Linked DNA regions of Mus musculus: region 2 is linked to region 1. A link is a contact called in public Hi-C data. All regions are on one chromosome and are shown on one strand. Each heading gives the region's core, a stretch centred on a gene start, on an enhancer-like site or on the middle of the called end of the contact. The rest is flanking DNA. Distances are from core to core; before and after follow the strand shown.

The links. A called contact is a pair of places that touch in the nucleus more often than the background predicts.
Region 2: a Hi-C map of liver shows a contact between it and region 1, with 2.7 times the contacts expected there. The contact joins two enhancer-like sites. A contact is called at or near these places in 8 of 484 Hi-C or Micro-C datasets (embryonic fibroblasts, liver, nephron progenitors and 1 more) and 3 of 115 datasets of contacts at active chromatin or transcription factors (CD8 T cells, astrocytes and hepatocytes).

What each region holds. Positions count from the first base shown.
Region 1 is chr2:65,260,255-65,265,396 of GRCm38.p6, forward strand. No RefSeq gene overlaps it. Among named protein-coding and RNA genes, the nearest start is that of Cobll1, 24 kb to the left of the region's middle. Within about 2 kb of position 2,172, at least 7 of the 459 cell types and tissues checked have an H3K27ac peak or open chromatin away from gene starts, as enhancers often do. A contact at or near this core is called in hepatocytes and liver, where this site is marked.
Region 2 is chr2:65,331,637-65,336,778 of GRCm38.p6, forward strand. Slc38a11 (solute carrier family 38, member 11) reads right to left here. Exons shown (of 12, transcript NM_177074.2): 8 at 4,096-4,166; 9 at 2,954-3,115. Among named protein-coding and RNA genes, the nearest start is that of Slc38a11, 30 kb to the right of the region's middle. Within about 2 kb of position 2,670, at least 21 of the 459 cell types and tissues checked have an H3K27ac peak or open chromatin away from gene starts, as enhancers often do. A contact at or near this core is called in hepatocytes and liver, where this site is marked.

The DNA of each region.
Region 1 (5,142 bases), core at 922-3,421:
GGAGGAAGAAGAAGAAGAGGAGGAGGAGGAGGAAGAAGAAGAAGAGAAGAAGAAGGAGAGGAGGAGGAGGGGGAAGAAGAAGAGAAGAAGAAGAAGAGGAGGAAGAGGAGGAGGAAGAAGAAGAAAAGAAGAAGAAGAAGAAGAAGAAGAAGAAGAAGAAGAAGAAGAAGAAGAAGAAGAAGAAGAAGAAGAAGATTATTTTAAAAAGGAAGAGTTCAGTCTGAACGTCCCTTTATTTTGGGGTCACTGTAAAGAGTCTTTGGTGAGTTTCCTTCAGTTTTTTTTCACCACTTTACCCTGTTGCTTCAGGGACTGCGTGGCAGATTAATCATTCCCAAGTGTAGAGATACACAGGAGATTCTGGTCAAAGTTTAGAATCTTATTTAAGGAACTAAACTTTTCACCCGAATATGAAGTAGTTCACAGAGCATGGTACAGTTTAGGAAGGTGATGTCCTTTTTATTTATGCTTTTAGTCAACACGTGTTTCAAAATGACAAAGAACATGACCATTTCTGTCTTAGGGTTTTACTGCTGTGAAGAGACACCATGACCAAGGCAATTCTTATAAGGACAACATTTAATTGGGGCTGGCTTACAGGTTCAGAGGTTCAGTTCATTATCATCAAGGCGGGAGCATGGCAGCATCCAGGCAGGCATGGTGCAGGAGGAACTGAGAGTTCTACATCTTCATCTGTAGGCTGCTAGTAGAAAACTGGCTTCCAAGGCAGCTAGGATGTGGGTCTTAAAGCCCAGGCCGACAGTGCACTTCCTCCAACAAGGCCACACCCACTTCAACAAGGCCACACCTCCTAACAACGCCACTCCTTGGCCTAAGCATAATCAAACCTTTTCAACTCACAGTAACAATTCTCTGTTGTCTCTTAACGTCACTGTTGTCAAGAGAGCCAGAAGTCGAGCACACTGTAAAAACAGATGCCTCTCTGAAACGTAAATATATCTACAAGTGCACAGATGTTTCTGCTGTTGGATATCCTAATCCTGGGCAATGGCATCCTTCTGCTTTAGTAGTCCGTGCATGGTGTGTAACATGCCAAGCCTGTCCAAACAGACACTTTTATATAGACACTGTGCTTCATAGAATGGACTGCATCTTAAGCCACGTTATATAATTGGTATGCATTGTCCTCTCCCACCACCACCGCAAAAATCTGCCTTTTCTTCTTTGACTTTTATGAATCAACCTGAACCTGTACTCCCCGCTTCCCTGAGCCACGAGGCCGGAGTACAGTCACAAAGACATCATAGGCTACACCATCTTCCTCTAGCCAGAGTAAAACACATGTGTTTTGTAAGGAAATTAGATGGGAACTGGCCCTTGGCTTGCTAGGGTGAGTGGCACCTTCTGCGCAGGCTCGTTGTGCTGTAGTTGTCAGTGTTTCTGCGCAGGCTCATTCTGCTATAGTCCTCGGTGTTTCTCTGTATGAAGCCAGGAAGGATTCTCAGGTCCTCCCTCCATCATTGTAAGCGAGCCTGCTGTTCTAATCATTCTTGCCCATACCCAGGCTTCTGCCACTCGAATGCATTTCACAATTTGAGCCTTTGTCTCAGTTTTGGGACCAATCAAAGGACCTGGGTCATTTCAACTCAATGTACCGATATCTACACCTTCCATTTTCTTATATATGTCCAGTTAATTCTCTCAGGGGCATGACCTTCCAGAGCAGAGTATAGGACCTTAGGAATACCAGAGCTGAGAACCAAACACCCAACAAATCCTCCTGTGACCACGACGGTGAAAACAAACCTATGTTCCTGGTGCTGATGAGCCTTTGGCAGATAATGACATGTTTCGTTACTAATAAGGAAAAGCCTAAATCTCTCTGGCACGGGACTTGGCTGGTGTGCTAGAGAGTCCTGGCTCCGCCCTCAGCACTGTAAATAGTGATGATAATAATTATTATTTGTTATACTCTTTATCCAGCCAGGTTTTATTTATAGTGCTTCCATGGTGCGTTTGATAGGCAGTTGTTAGAGAATTACTTCTAAGTGAACGAACTGTATTTGCTGAGTTAATATTTTTTTCCCCAGCATGGGATTAACCTGGATATTTTGGTATTTGAGGAAGCTCATTCACTTTCATGGCTTCACCTAGTATCTGTTTGGTTTTACTTTAAAAATAAACAAGTAAATACAAGGTCTTCCGAAGTGGCCCAGGCTGACCTCAGTTTCACAATCCTCCTGCCTCCACCCCTCAAGTGCTAGAATGAGAAGCATTCGCCACCGTCTGGCTGGTTTGGCATTTGTTTCTAATAACTATTGAACCTACACTAGTTTTATTCTGACTTTGTTTTTTCTTCTATGGTAAGATGTCTCTTGAATGTTTAAGTAATTGAAAGTTCACATTGAAATCTGTGTTCATTAGTATTTTCTTCCTTCTCCCAGTGCCAAAAAGAAGAAGAAAAAGAAGTTGAGAGAGGATCTCACTGTTTGTCCTAGATCGGCGTGTATCTCTCTGTCCTGAGCTGGTGCTCTTTCAAGCCATTGTTTGTTTTGGGTTTTGTTCTTCTCTGTTTTTTTTTTGTTTGTTTGTTTGTTTGTTTGTTTTTTGGGGTTTTTTTTTTTTGGTTTGGTTTGGTTTGGTTGTTCTGTTTTGTTTTGTTTTGTTTTGTTTTGTTTGTTTTAAGAAAAGGTCTCTCTACTTTGCCTTCACTGTCCTAGAACTCACTGTGTAGACCTGGCTGACCTTGAACTCACAAAGCTCCAGCTGCCTCTGCCCCCTGAGTGCAAGAATCTAATGCATGCTCCACATGCCCATCTCACCACAAGCTTAACTATAATGCCTTCATTTCTCTTTCTTGTTATGTATACATTTTTGCTGATTCTTTTCTTATTCTTACTAATTCTCTTGAATCGTAAACCTTATTTATTATTGGGATCAGGTGTGGTGGCACATGCTCACAATCCCTGCATTCAGAGTTTATGTCAAAAGACTCATAAGTTTATGGTTAGCCTGTACTATGTAAGGACTTCAAGGACAGCCTGGGCTACAGAGTACACCTGTCTTATCAAACAGCAGCAGCAGCAACAACAATAATAACAACAACAAAATATACCCCAAATCAAACCCTAAACTATTAATTTTTGCATTCAAAAAATAACTAAAGCCAGTATTTAACATGTATTTGTTATTGCCGTGGTAGGGCATACCATATAGAAATTTATACTAAATCATTTTTGCAAAACACATCATGAAAGTGTCCATCCACACTGGGAGTGAAATGATTGATCCATCCAGGTCCCCAGAAAGGCATTAACCAAGCTACCTCTCACGCCCCACAAAAAAAAAAAAAGAAAAAAAAAGAAATGAAAAAGAAAGGAAAAGAAAAAAGAAAAAGAAAGGAAGGAAGGAAGAATGAAAGAAAAGAAGAGAGAAAAAAGAAAAAATAGAAAAATCCACTTTGATAGCAACTTTACTGAGTCACTGTATCTTGAGTCACATGGGATTCTGTTACTGGAAGTCAGTCCTCCCTGGTTCCTGGGGTAGTCTATTAAAGTTCCAGCTGTCATATATCTATACCTGTGTGCTGTGTGCTCTATAGGTCAAAGGGAAGCAGGAAGAAGCCCCCTTTATACTTTCCTGTCTCTGGCATTTTGGGTCTGTTTCTTGAACTCCTGGGTGTGATTTTTTGGATACCCACAGTGGAACTATTTGAGGCATTGCTGTATCTTCACCCAGGCAGTTCTCCATTACACAACTATCCTCCCTTAGGAGTTTAGAGAACAAGAAAGAACTGTGCCTTCACACACACTCACACACATAGGCACACGCACACACATACATGTGCGCGCATGTGCGTGCTTTTTACCTTGCTTTTAAAAAAGAGTGTGTGTTCCCAGGTGCTGGAAACTGAAACAGCTGTTACAGAAATCCTGTATTTGGCATAAGATGCACCTTCATGCTTCCTCATTTGCAGGTCCCAGGAAAGATGCAGCTTGCATTTTGAGTACATGCCTGACTTCCCTAGATCACAGAGTTTTTCCCCAATGAGTAGAAAACTATACCTTAAGGCTAAGGCAACAGGCCAAGTGAGATCTCCAGAGGCCATAGCCAAATCCAAGTGCTTGCCAGAGAGAAAGAGGACGGAAAGTGGAAGGAAAACTGTCAGGGGATCTTTGGTATGTGGACTATCTTCTTTCCTCTTCAAAAGTCAGATTACAAACAGGGGAAATAGTGTGCCAGAAATGCTCAGGTGAATGTGGGACAGCCTGGGAATGCACATGCCCCGTGTCCTGAGGCTTTCGGGGCATGTCAATGTGATGCGGAGCTGAAGTCTTGGTAAGATAAATTTATCAGTGTCGTTGTCTTCACGTAGGATCTTTGAAGTTGTAGAAAGCCATCGAGCTTCTATAGGCTGGCCTGGGATCAGGACAAGGGAGCCATTGGGTCAAAATAACTCAGCACCTAGTCCTTTCATGGCAATAATAAGGGCAGGAATCAACTCAGCCAAGCCGAGTCCAAACACACTACTCTGGGTCTTTGAACACCTTTGCCCTTTGCTCCAAGTTCCTATGTGCCCAGATAGAAGCTACATGATAGTAATAGAAATCTAAAAAGAAGGAAGGAAAAGAGGGAGGGAGGGAGGGAGGGAGGGAGGGAGGGAGGGAGGGAGGGAGGGAGGGAGGGAGGGAGGGAAGGGGGGAGGGAAGGAAGAAAGAGAAAGAGAGAAAGAAAGGGAAAAAGGCAGTTTAGGCAGTGTGCATCATTTCACAGAGATGCACAGATTAGCATGATGACATCACCATGCCTGTGCCAAGGCATCCACAAGGTGAGGGCTCCTGAGGATTACTGAGTCAGCTATCTTTCTACTAAGCCTACAGAAGCAGCAAACAGAATGTGTTTACTCTTAACAGAACAGAGCAAGGCATAGCAGCTCAGGGCTTCTGTTCTTCAGTTTGGGAAGGGAAGAAAGGGAAGTCTGTTGTTGATGCTCAAGTTCCTCAGGAGGGAATGGCTTTTACATCCTCACATGGGGACTCCTGTCTGTTCCCTCCAGTGAACTATGAAAATGTGGGGTAGCTCCTGATAGTTTTCATTTGAGATGTTTTCCTCCTCTTCCTCCTCTTCCTCCTCTTCCTCCTCCTCCTCTTTCCTCCTCCTCCTCTTCCTCTTCCTCTTCTT
Region 2 (5,142 bases), core at 1,420-3,919, 72 kb after region 1:
ACAAAGGTTCCCATCAGTAACCACTAATAACTAGGTCCTGCATCTTCTCTGAAGTCCTAGGGCATAGCAACAGGACTCTAGATTTCCCACGACCTTACGGGCTTACATTTTCCTAAATAACAATGAAGTGTGTAGCTTACACAAACAAGACCAGATCGACTGTAAAAATATATTTTATTCACCAGATGTAATTGTCTCCAAGGCTTACAACCTCAGTCTGCTAACTTAGACCTAGTTCTGGAAGACTGTACAATCTTATCTAGGCCTGGAATGTTTTCAGCCTCTGAGAGTTGCTGCTGAATATAATTACCCCATCCTAATTCTTTCTGATCTCTGGCTGGCTGATTCAACTCAGCTCAAACTCCTCTCCAAGCTGACTGACTCAATCTGGGTCCTCTTGGCTGCCCTTGAATTGCTCTGCTTGGCCTCATACTAACTTTGTCAATATATTCTAATCTTTTGGCTCATTATCATCCTCCGACTTGTTCTGTTTTCACTTGTGTCTGGCTTATTCTTTCTCTACAACCTGTCTCTGTACAACTGTCCCTGTAAAACTGCCTTCTCTCCTTTTCTACACTGCTCTCTCTTAGTTTTCCTTTCCTCTCCTGGTGAGAATTGAGCATACCCTATTCTGTCAAATCTTTCTCTGATTTATCATTATGTCTGCCACTCAATTAGACATCACTTTCAAACATGGATGCTTCCTTCTACAGACTAACTTTATCTTCATTGTCTAGGGTTAATGGTGTACTAAGGGCATGTCTGTATTCCAGCCAGAGGGATTAAAGGTATGTGCCAAGGGCTGAGCCACACCACAACTAGAAACAAATTTTTCCAGTAAACAACACAATCTCAAGGCTCACAGTGGGATCACGCAAAAATTGACCTAAAGTAAAATGAGCTAAAGAAGCAATGCTGGCTGATTTCAGCCTGAGTATAAGTGTGTCAGGGAATTATAGTGAAGAAAAAACAAAAACAAGGGCAAAAACTATGACATCAAAGATTGGTCAGCCTTTTTTATATGGAGATATGTGTGAGAAATAGTGTATGTGTTTGTATATGAATATATGTAGTATATACATATATGTGTGTGGGTTTGTGCATGGACTGTGGAGGCCAGAGAACACCAGGTATACTGCAAATCATGTTCTGCCTTATTATTTTTGAGATAGAATTTCTCACTGAAGCTATGCTGGCAGCCAGGAATCCCAAGTGATCTTACTGTCTCTTCCTCATGCCCAAGAATAAATACATGCACATGTGGCCACACTCAGCTTAAAGAGCCCCTGTCACACTTTTTTTTTATAGGATAAAGCACTACTTTATAGCACAGGCTACACATCTCCAGCCTTAACTCCCTGTGTGTTGTGTTGGAATTACAGGTGTTAGTGACCACATACAGCTGTTATAAGTACTACAGCATGGCAATTACCAATGCTAAAATCACTATGAAGATGTCACTTGCAAAAACAGAGAGACATTTACAAACCAAGGTTACCATGCAATCAGGAACCCTTAGGCCATTCAGCTTGGTATACTATGTAGTAATCGTGACTGGTAAATGGCAGTGTTTGAAACAGTTCTTATCAAGACTTTCAAGGTTGCTTTTAACTGTACTATCCTAGAGCAGGTAGAACACACACACGTATGTGTGTGTGTGTGTATATATATATATATGTGTGTATATATATATGTATATATGTGTGTATATGTGTGTGTATATGTACATTTATCTATGTGTGTATAATATATATATACATATTACTATATTGGTATCACATTAATCATTCAGTTTTTAAAAAATCTTTCTTATTTTCTGAGAAATGTATGTGTATAATCATGGTGATCTATGACAGGTATTCAGACCAAGGCATACCAAGAGTACCACAGTGACACAGAAAACTAAGCCAAGAAGAGCTGGACACTAAGAGACTACTAGAGGATCTGTGCAGATCAAAACTTGGGAGGCAGACAGAGAAGGGGCGGGGAGAATATCTGAGTTTGAGCATCAGTAGACACGAGTACTGGTTGCTACCCGCCAGCTGGGGCAAGTTACTTCTATTTCTGTGTAAGCAGGAAGTAGAACTAGTTATTCCACTTACATTCAAAGGGTTGTGGGAAGGTCAAGTGAGATCCTAGACCTGCAAAAGCTGCGGGATATGTGGATCATGGCATCTGGCTGCTGTCAGGCTACCCTGAGTACTAAACCCTTAATGATTGGATGAAAGCGTTAAAAGCAGTAAAACGGGGACCACGTAGTTACTGGGACCACGAGATACAAGAAAAGAGAAGTCACTTTGACGGCAGGGAGGGAAAGGGCTGGCTTTATAGGAAAGGTGATGTCTGCTGATTTAATCCAGAATGAGACAATTAAGCAGAAACATCCTACAGGCCTGGGCTTCAAGGGCAATGGGAAGATCACGCAGACTATTTGTCAATGGAAAAGCAGGACCCCAATCTCTGAGTGGCGTGGGAGATTAGAAAGGTCTGAGGACGAAAACAACAACAAAAATATTAGCACAGAAAAAGAAGAGTGGTAACAGTACAGTTATTCTTTCCTCAAGTGGGAGGCAGTTCAGTACAGCTGACTCAGAAAGGTTCAGAGAGACCAAAGGCGGAAAGGTTATCAGCTTCAACTTTGGGAGGCTATTAGTACCCGGGAAAGGAAAAGTACAGAGCAGAGGGGAGCCAGAGTTCACGTCTGGCAACAAGCAAACAAGTGCGCCTGGGAGCAGAGAGTACGGATCACAGAACTAAATCTGAGAGGTTAAGAAGAGAGAAATTGTGGAGCAGACGATAGACAGGCAGGAGGAGAAAGCGGAGAGTGTGGGTGGAAGAGGGCTGGGGTGGGGTAGTCCCCTGGAAAAACTTTTCCAGAAGCGGGCAGAACACGGATCGACTGGTACCAGTGCACTTGCACCAGGATGGGCTGTGGTTTAGTCTCTCATGTTACCTTGAGTGAAGCCAGTAAAAGTGAAGTACCCGCACGTTGCAAAGAGCACACAGATGAATACAGAAACCAAGATGGATGTGTGGATAATCCGGCGCCACTTCGCTACTGTGGGCTCTTCGAGAGAACCATAGACTAGGAAGCAGTTATGGTGGCAAATGAACGCTGGAACACAAAAGAAAACCTCATTACTCGGGAAACAGCAGGACTGTGTTTTCTACTTTGAAAAGGTGAGAGATGTATACTGCCTTAGAATATCTAATATCTCAAATGAACATATATTAATTTACAGCACTAAGTAAGCCAGAACGTAAGGCCTACATACAAGGAACTTCACAGAAGGCTTACCTAGTAACTTCATGTAACTCTCAACATAAACCAGACCTGTCCAACAACTCTCCCATTTTTTCCTCTTCCTATCTTCAGGAAAATTTGTACCTTGCTTTATTTGGCAGCTGGGACATAGTGGAGTTATAAATATCTAGCGAAATCCTAAATCCTTTCTGCCAAGACTTTATAGAAGTCTATGACATTTACTGGACTTCCAAGTTAGGAGACACACTAACCATTGGTGGAACTAACACAAGTTTGACAAAATCACACCGGGAAACAGGTCTCATGTGGAGGGGGTGGGGCTTATTAAAGAGAGGGGCGATAGAACATAAAGGAAGGAAGGAAAATGAAGTGGTTTGGGGTTGGGGAAAAAGTGGCTTTTTATTGGGGCCATGACACATGCGCAGGAGGACATGTGACAGGGGCAACAATGGGAATTGTTTTGCCTTTGAGCAGCCAGGGATGATATGACTTGTTGCCCAGTCCCTTGGGGATGGCCAGGAAGGTGCCTGATTGCTACCATTGTCATGGGGGTCCCTTTGGGCTGGCCAGGGATATGCTTGAGTGCTAACTACTGTCATGAATGTCCAGCATCGAAACACTGTTCTCCAATTAGAAGCAAAATTTAGTAACAAATGAGAAAGTTTAATAATGGACGAGCAAGGCTTGAGCTTGATTTTATATCAACAGGAACTAGATTGTGTACTGTTAATGGGGAATCTAAACGTAGAAGACCCTCTATACATGGACCAGAACCTCTTCACAGAGCAGATGTGTCATATTGACAAAGAGTTTTGAAACCAGGTACTCACCAAAAGACATCACCCCAATAGCCTGGATGGCATTGGGCTTTGCAAACACCCAAGCATTGTCTGTCTTTGGTCTAGAAGAAATTCAGTTATTTAGATACATTATTAAACAAGTGTAATAATAATATTCTCTTACTGGAGAATAAGAAATGGTGTCACCCATAAAAACTGAGTATCTTTCAATAGGAACTTAATAAGTGAGCTGGAGAGACAGCTCCAAGTTTAAAAGTACTTGTTTTCTTTGCACAGGACTCAGGTATGGTGCCTAGTACGCCCAAGGTGACTCATGGCCATTTGTAATTCCAATCCTGGGGTTGAATGTCCTCTTATGAACTCCCTAGGCCCCAGATACATCACACACACACACACACACACACACACACACACACACACACACACAAGAGAGAGAGAGAGAGGAATACAGAAACAGAGAGACAGGAAGATAGAAAAAGAGAGAGAGAGACAGAGAGAGAACAATTTTTATAGACAAGAATACCCATACATATAAAATAAATAAATTACTGAAAAGAGAAAGAGAAAATTAATAAGTGGTTTTCATCAACATACCTTTCCTGAGGGCATCAGAGTTTCCCAACCCCACTGCTCTAAAATGCCTGTTGAACACTTGGACAGATTCTGTGTTTAATTATACATATAAAATACTCACTGACTGCGTGACTTGGGGAAATCGATTTGCTCGATCAATATAACAACAAAAGTTAGTATGGAGTCATCACACAAGATCCTACGGGAGATAGACAATTGCCAGTATCCTATAACTCCTCTCCATTCACCTCTTCAGCTTTTCCAGTTCGATCCGCCTGAGAGAGGTGGAGTGCAGAGGGTACATGTGAGCTGATGCTGACTGACGGTGTACTGTCTATTTCTGGGGAAATATACTGTGCTGTTTCATTTGTTTCTTGCAGAGACATTTAAGAATTATCATTGTTTACACCAGACATAGTGTAACCTTAGCCCCTACTGGGCAGAGGCAGGTGGATCTCTATGAAGTCAAGGCTAGCTTGACATACACGTTGAGTTCCAGCTCAG